3 separate regions of the Mus musculus genome follow, and regions 1 and 3 are each linked to region 2. The links are chromatin contacts, called in public Hi-C and HiChIP or PLAC-seq maps. All regions are on one chromosome and are shown on one strand. The core of a region is the stretch at or near the end of the contact, and the rest is flanking DNA. Distances in the headings are between cores, read along the strand shown. Region 1 overlaps Spef2 (sperm flagellar 2). Region 2 has its middle 86 kb from the start of Prlr. Region 3 has its middle 26 kb from the start of Spef2.

The links. HiChIP or PLAC-seq counts read pairs in DNA pulled down with a chosen protein or histone mark. A called contact is a pair of places that touch in the nucleus more often than the background predicts.
Region 1: a Hi-C map of bone marrow-derived macrophages shows a contact between it and region 2, with 14 read pairs. The contact joins two enhancer-like sites. A contact is called at or near these places in 1 of 484 Hi-C or Micro-C datasets (bone marrow-derived macrophages) and 1 of 115 datasets of contacts at active chromatin or transcription factors (large pre-B cells).
Region 3: a contact with region 2 is called in a RAD21 HiChIP or PLAC-seq map of pro-B cells, with 3 times the contacts expected there. The contact joins two enhancer-like sites.

Annotation. Positions count from the first base shown.
Region 1 is chr15:9,627,346-9,630,045 of GRCm38.p6, reverse strand. The region is part of intron 25 of Spef2 (sperm flagellar 2); the gene reads left to right. Among named protein-coding and RNA genes, the nearest start is that of Il7r, 99 kb to the right of the region's middle. Within about 2 kb of position 1,390, at least 3 of the 459 cell types and tissues checked have an H3K27ac peak or open chromatin away from gene starts, as enhancers often do. A contact at or near this core is called in bone marrow-derived macrophages, where this site is marked.
Region 2 is chr15:10,089,554-10,092,253 of GRCm38.p6, reverse strand. No RefSeq gene overlaps it. Among named protein-coding and RNA genes, the nearest start is that of Prlr, 86 kb to the left of the region's middle. Within about 2 kb of position 1,368, at least 11 of the 459 cell types and tissues checked have an H3K27ac peak or open chromatin away from gene starts, as enhancers often do. A contact at or near this core is called in bone marrow-derived macrophages and pro-B cells, where this site is marked.
Region 3 is chr15:9,773,213-9,775,912 of GRCm38.p6, reverse strand. No RefSeq gene overlaps it. Among named protein-coding and RNA genes, the nearest start is that of Spef2, 26 kb to the right of the region's middle. Within about 2 kb of position 1,287, at least 41 of the 459 cell types and tissues checked have an H3K27ac peak or open chromatin away from gene starts, as enhancers often do. A contact at or near this core is called in pro-B cells, where this site is marked.

The DNA of each region.
Region 1 (2,700 bases), core at 141-2,640, 460 kb after region 2:
GGAAGGAGAGAGCAAGAGAGAATGAGAGAGAGAGAGAGAGAGAATTATGTAAACAGAAATAGATAGGATTGCCATTCTTCTTTTACAGTCAAGGAAACTGAGAAATAGTAAAAGATCAGCAGTATATGATCATGACTCAGGAAACTGAAAGATATCAACCACTTAACATCAGATTGGTGCCAACAGAAAGGGGAACTTTTTGTAGGATAAAGACCAATTACATTTTTAGCCATATAAGTCATCTGAGGTCAGAGGAGGGAGGACAATAACTCAGACTCTGAGAGACTGGAGAAGATAGAGAAGATGGCATCACAAAGGGTGGGCAAGGGAAGTGATAGTGGTCCCCATGGTGTGTTTTCCAGCGATTAAACACTAAGATCTGGTTTAACTTTATTTATGTGACTTAAGACAACACACTTGAAAACAAAATTCAAAATCATTTAGGAGTAAATGTGTTATTTGGAAGTAAATTTTAAAATAATAAAAATTAAAATAGTATTTCCCGGTGATCACTCAGCACGGAATGAGAAAAGAGAAAATGTTCAGCATCAAGGTGAAGGTACTAGCAGAAGTTAGATTCCTAAAGCAATATGTAGACACTGAATGCTATGTCTGAATCTCCAGGATATGAGCTATGTATTTTATATTTAATGAAAGGACCTTTGCCTAGAACCTTGCTCAGTCAACATAAGTGTAAGAGTTGTATAAACACAATATAGCATGATGAATTTATTTTGAAACCAGATAGGTCTAGTTTAAATACTGAATCTGTCACTGACTAACTCTTACTGACTCTCTAAGTAGGATAAGAACTTGCTTGTCTGTCAAGCCACTGCAACTCAATGTAAGCCTCAATTTCCATTGTAGTAAAAGTGGGGTCCATGTGAGAATCACAGAAAATAGAATCAACAAGGTATATGGGACCATGTCTGGAAATTGGAACACTTAAAAATCTAGTCCCCAAACTCTCAACAAAGGATGGCTTCTTTTGTTATTGGATAATATACAATGGCCCACTCTTACATATATACAATATTTTAATTGTGAGTATTGCATATTCTCCATTTTTTTGTTTTCCCCTCACTTGTTCCAAAAATAACTTAAGAAGTCATTACTGCATTAGGTTATGCAATGACCTAAAGTCCATTTCTCCATGCTTATATCCTTCCATCTAATATTATCATATTTCTGTCAGACACATATATAATCTGTATACACAGAAGGTGAGCGTGCACCCTCTTCCTGTCCCAAGTTAATAGCATTGGGCAAGCTGCTAAAAAATACTTTGAAATCAAAACCAATAGTGAAGACCAGTGGCAGTAGGAACCATTAGAATCACCCAGAGAGACTGAGTTCAGTGTCTGGAGTGGCAGTGCATTCTGTTCTTAGTACATAAAAGCAAACCAGGCATAATGGGGAAGCTATTAATGCTGGCTTGTACAATAAGCCCATAGAAGAACAGGCAGTTCTTTTTTCTTTTCTCTTTTTTCTTTTTTTATTCACAGGAACTTTTTCCTGATCTTAACCTCAAATCACTGCTTTGACAAAACTTCTGGGATAGTCAGTCAGTCAGGACACCAACCAGCCCACCACCTAAGCAATCACACTCCATACATAATATGTAGAAAGGAACAGGGAAAGTGTTAAGCAGTTGCACATACTTTTTCTACCTCATTCCACCCAACAACCCTAAAATAACAATAATGGTAGCAATATCATATTTTCATAGTAACAGTTGTGTTTGTTGATAAAGGATTAGTCATGATGTCAACCGCAATAATGTCTTCGTATTTTTCCAACAAGTGAGGCTCAGAAATTCAAGTACCATTACTAATTTCATATCTCAAGATAGTGACAGAACTACCAGTACTACAGTGATTTTTTCCCCAAGAAATGAATTCTAAGCCCTTACTCATGAACAACTACCTACAATTTTAATAGAGAGCTACTATGTGTCCACGTTCATTCTTGTTCGCACATCCCTTTTCTGTTTTATTGATTAAATTTGGTTTTAGGCAGTGTTACATGCTCTGATTACTATCACTATCCATCTCTCAGCTCCCTCACACAGTAGTCATCCCTCCCTCCTGCCCGTGAGGAAGAGACTCACTGATGCTCAAAGTACTTCCAATACGTGAGCACTCAACCCTAAACATGACATTTCTACCACACCATCCAAGTCCCAGGGAATACTACAGAAGGACTGAGAGGAAAGAATGAAAGAGACAGGAGATAAAGAAGGTACAAAATGCTACCATCAGGACATGATGTACCATTGCAAACACAAGCCCACAGGAGCTGCATTTGCCTGTACTATGTCTGAACAAGACAAGGCCTGTCGACACCCAGTCATGGGTAGGGGACGAGCTCATATCGCCTTACCTTTTTTGCTGAGCAATTGGCAATTGATAGATTATGGAGGAGGGACAGTCATTCTCTTAGACTCTTTGACAAGCAGTAAGCCTCTGAGCTCTTCCAAGTGAATAATTCAAAACCCATGGCCATACAGATAGATGATTCTGCTTGAACATCAGTGGGTCATAAATTCAAAATCTTTTTCTAGATGATAGGCCATGGCTACTGTCTCACACATCAAAGTGTTATGCTATGTAAAATGTCTGGAGATGATCACATATATGGTCTTATTGGAACTTGAATGGCTTTGAGTTAGCAGTAATTTGTTACTAAAATACAATTCAA
Region 2 (2,700 bases), core at 119-2,618:
GTGAATGCTCTATCTCCCCCCCCCCATGTAGGGGAATTCCATGGCCAGGAAGAGGGAGTAGGTGGGTTTGTGAGTAGTGGGAGGGAGAAGGGGATGGGGGCTTTTGGAGGGGAAACCAGTTAAGGGAATAATATTTGCAATGAAAATTAAGAAAATATCTAATAAAAACAAACAAACAACAACTATAATCCCAATTTTGTAAGCCTTAATAAATTTAAATCCTCTGGTGGGGAATCCTGGCAGATTCACCATCTAAACTGGTAATCACTCCTAGCTACATCTTCTCCTCCTGCTGTTCCTGCCCATAAAGCCAGTCTCTCTCCTGCCTCTTTTCTGCCTCCCTCTGACGCAGAAGTCCTGTCTACTTGCCCAGTGATTGGTTTCTTTATTCATTAGAAGGGTCAATAAAGTCCTGAGTACAGGATTCACTACTGTCCAAGGCAGTGTCTCCTGGGGAAGGTAGATTAGCATCAAAATACAAACAGCAACATGGCTGTCCACAACAAATCTCAGCCTGACTCTATGCAGTTGAAGGATGGTGTTTGCATAACTATACATATGTTACATAAGCATACAAGTGAAAGACCTTATTTTACCAACACAGTTTTCCTGGACCTGGAGGAAAAGGGCTCCCTCTTGGGACTGGATAAATATTGCTGTAGATTTACTTAGAATTCACTGAGTCTTGTAATTGAAAAACAAAACAAAACAAAACAAAACAGAACCCCATGTGATATAGTTTCATTTTTGTTTTTGTTTTTGTTTTTGTTTTTGCATTAGCTGTGACTGCTTCAGTGCCCTATGGAGTCAGAGTTGTGTTTTAACAACAAGCCTGGGTAGTTTCAGTGTCATTTCTTTAAGGTGTCCTTGAAGTGTTCAAAGCAACTGGGCTAGCATGTGGCTTGCCTTGTAGCTTGTAGTCTTTCATTCAAGGCCTCCGTAAAGGTCTAACATGTCTGTCAACAAGGAAGTCAATACACCTTGGACCACATTGACTTTCTTTTATGTAAAGAGAAAAAAACCCTTAAAATGGATACTTCAACACACGTGTCTAATTGAGAATACTTGCTAGTGTTCAGCTGTGATCAGAGAGTGCTTGGTTTCTATGCTGGTGCCACAGAGAAGGTAGGTTCCTCTACTCTCAATAATAGTACCACCACCACCACCGCCACCGCCACCACAACCACCATAATAACAATAATAAGAGAGTTTAAGTAGGATGGGAAAACTATTCTACTTGACACAGTATTTGCTTGATGAGTGCAACATTGAGAAGCAGAGTAAGGAAACACTGCTGGGCAGTAGAACAAGAGGACAGGAAGAAGAACTGCGCCTTCCCAATAGTGGGGAATGAAACTGCCCAAGTGTTCCTTTTTACAGCATTAATGAGATTGCTCAGCAGCTAGAAGTGCACAGCAGCTGAATGGTACTGCATCTTGTTTTACTCTCCTGTCTCTTCTTGGAGATGATGAAAGACTTGAGCTAGATCCACAGTCTGGCATTTCCTGTACAATAAAGTCCCAGAGCTTTAAATAAGCTCAAATGTATTTTTCCTTTTGTCACTAGAAAGAGTAAAATGCTAGCCAATTTTCAAAATGATAGAATTTATGCAAAATATTTAACAAGGTCTGGAGTTTAAAAAAAAAAAAGCAGAAGGAAGTGGGCTGGCTTGTAGGCTACAATGCTTGCTATGTTGAAGAAGGCTTGCTTTTTCACCAAAAGGAACGTGCAGGCATCACATAGAGTTAGGAATCTGTTTGTTGTCCACTAGGATGATACCCGTTTTTCCCTAAGCCACAGGGCTGCTTAGATGAAGCTCCAAAGGAAGAGAACCATGCAAGCCTGCTGTTTCTTCAAACAGTATCATGAAAGGGTGGCTGTTTTCAGGTTTCTGCAAATGATACAGAACATGCAACCTGATCAAGCTATGAAATAAGCTTAACTTCTGATTCAAATGTCTTCCACTAAATAAACAGTAAGATGTTTCTCAGTGTGAAGATGAGCCTTGGTTCCTTAGCAGTTCCTGCTATCTTTTTCAAAGATCAGGTTTGTTTTTCCAGAACAGAGCAAAGTGGAAAAAGGTAATTTCCTTTCTTACAAAAAGCTTACTATTTAATTTATTCTGTATTCCTTATCTACTTGAGTTAGATAAGGATACAGTGTACTCCGTGCTAATGAGAGACGCAGCTTTAGGGCAGTTTTCAGCGAATACTTACTTCCCTCAATGAGAAGATCCAATATAAAAAAGGGTCTCTTGAGTAGACATAGCTCAATGGTTAGATTCTTGTATGCATGAGGACCCAGGTTGAATACCCTATAATTCCAAAGTGTTTCCCATTATGTTCCCAACTATTTTAGATAGAATTTTAGAACATTAATGGTTTGAACTACAGTTAACTTCGCAATAATGTGATCAGCAATGTTTTCCATTAAGCCGCAACACGGAGAATCTAGGTACCAGTCTTAGATGTCTTCCCTAGGCCAGGATATATAAATCAGCTCCTCAGGCCAGAAAAGGAAGCAAACGTATAAGGTAAATACGTTATTTACAACATGCATGCTATTCTCACCAAGGTGTGTGCTCAGGAGTCAGGGTGCTTAGAAATGTAATTCAAATTACATATTATTTTACATTATTTAAAAGTCACACATAAAATAAAATAATCTCAGTAATTTGATTAATATATTTTATATACCCCA
Region 3 (2,700 bases), core at 38-2,537, 320 kb after region 2:
TGGCACAGTGTAGGGCTATTTGCCATACCTTGGGGTAGAACCACCCACTCATATCGCAAATCAGGGGCAGAATGATTAATTGATGGCAAGGTAAAGGCAAATTTATCTGTATCAACCGGATGCAGAGGAACAGTGAAAAAGCAATCTTTCAACTCTATCACTATTGAGGTCCAATTTCTTGGTAACGCTGAAGTCATTGGTAACCATAATTGCACTGACCCCATGATTTCCATCTGGGCATTGTCTGCACGTAAACAATGGAGTAACCTCCATTTCCCTGATTTCTTTTTTATAACAAAAATAGGTGAATTCCATGGTGAAATAGATTCTCTAACATGTCCTGCATCAAGTTGCTCTTTAACCAACATGTGGCCAGCTTCCAGCTTTTCCTTGGGTAGGGGTCACTGAGGCACCCAACTGATAAGATTTCCATTTAATAGATATTTGCTCAGTGGACCCTAGGAAAAACCCAATCCCTCCCTGCCACTTTGGCCTCTAGGAGAGATAGGTGAGAATCATCCATCCTCATTTTTGCCAAGACCCTTACCCTTCTGATAGTTCATCCCGTCCATGATAGCTTGACTCTGCAAACTATAAGTCTTTTCTGAAACTATTTTTACACCCATCTTGGTCATAACATCTCTTCCCCATAATGAAACAGGGACTTGAAGAACAAATGGCTGAAAACTGCCCCTATGCCCCCTCCTCATCCTTCCAATGGAGTACACTGGCACTGTAGCTGGGGTCTTGTGCAAATCCAAGACCTTGAAGAGTTTGAGCAGAGGTCTGAAGGGGCCAACTTTTTGGCCAATCTGTTTCTTTTACAGTGCTGCGATTGGCCCAATCAAGTAAGCCCCATATAGAGACTCCCTAAATTTCAAGTTTAATCATAGGGTGATCCTCCATAGTCATAGAAAACCACACCCCAGTGTCTCCAGTAGAGCTGAAGCACCTATTTCCTCTTTTCAGTTCCCTTGAAAGGAAGCTAGCATGGTGACTAGGCAAAAGCAAAATTTGAGCAATTCTATCTCCAGGGGAAATGGCAGACACCCCTCTGGGGGAGGAAACCATGATCTTAAACTCTCCCCCATAGTCAGGATCAATGACACCAGGATGGATAATTAATCCCTTATTGGCTGCTGAACCATGTCCTAATAAGAGGCCAACTGTGTTTTTAGGCAAAGGACCCTTAAAGTCTGAAGCAGTCATTTGCACACTCATTTCTGGGGTTAATATGAGTCTGGTGGTGGCACAGATGTCCAGTCCTGCACTTCCTGTTGTGGCTCTTCTGAGGATGCCCGTAGATGATTGCACCGGGGAATGTGTTGAAGGTTTGGCCACAGTGTGGGAGTCTGCTGCATGGCCCCATATATTTGTGGGCCCTGAGGCTGGGGGCCCCGCACTCCATTTTTTGGCCTAGCAGCTGTGGATTGAGAAGTTAGGGGACAACCATCTACATCCCACTTGGATTGACATTCTCTGACGCAATGATTTCCTTTGTGACAGTGAGGGCATAACTTGGGCTCTGCATGCCTGTCTGTATCTCCTGTCTTCCTTTATTAGGACAGTCTCGCTTGAAATGACCTGGCTGCCCACAAGAGAAGCATCCCCCCTGGATTCCCCCTTGCTGTCCACCCTGATGAGGAGTCTGCCTTTGAGCCTGAACTATGGCTGCCACTAACCCCTGGTTGGTCAGTGGAATGTCCACCACATCTCGGAAAACCTTTAACCATACTTACAACGTTGGCTCTTATAAGGGCATATGGCGTCTCTGCAGGGTTTATTGGCCTACTCATAGGCTAATTGCTTGACCAATGGCATTGCAGCATCACCATCTGGAAATACTCTCCCAGCTGTCTCCACTAGTCGTGCTAGGAAGTCTGCAAAGTTCTCATTGGGTCCCTGTATCACCCTAGACAAGCTGGTCCCAAGGTCTCCAGTGCCTGATAGCATCTTCCAAGCTCTAAGAGCAGTTATTAATCTGCTCATAAACCTGTATAGGATAACCTGTTTGATTGTTGGCAAAGTTCCCTTGCCCCATTAACATGTCTATATTCCAGGCTGCATTGGGGAATCCAGCAGCAGCATTAGCCATAGCCTGCTCAACGGCATGCTTAAGATAAGCAGCCTTCCATGTTAAATAACCTCCTCCCGAAAGAATGGCTTTGCGAAGGTTCTGCCAATCAAAAGGCGTCATACAGTACCGCTGTAGGGACTCAACTTGAGTTATGGTAAAGGCAGCCTGGACCCCATAAGTCGGAACTGACTCCTTCAATCTTTGTACAACCTTCCAATCCAGGGGTTCATGATAACGTTGCCCCTGTTGATCCTGAAATACTGGGAAGGCCCCCACAATGGTGGGCACATTTTTCTAGACTTCTACATGAAGACTACGCCTTCCCCTTTTGTCTTCCTAATCTTTATGGGGGGGGGGGGGGAGAAGTCAACGGAGGGGCTGATGGTTCAGGCGTCCTACTGCGCCGCAAACTCAAGCGGGACATCTGACTACAGATGTCACTGTTGCTATCAGTCCCGTCGCTGTCACTAGTAGACCCTTCAGAGCTAGATTCCTTCTTCTCTTTCTTCTCTTTGGTTTGTTGTTTAAGCTGTTTAGGTTTTCAGCTGCTAGCCTGAGAAGCAATCTCCTTAGCCTCCTCAATCACCACCGCTCCTTCCTCTATTTCAGCATTGTACTTTCCA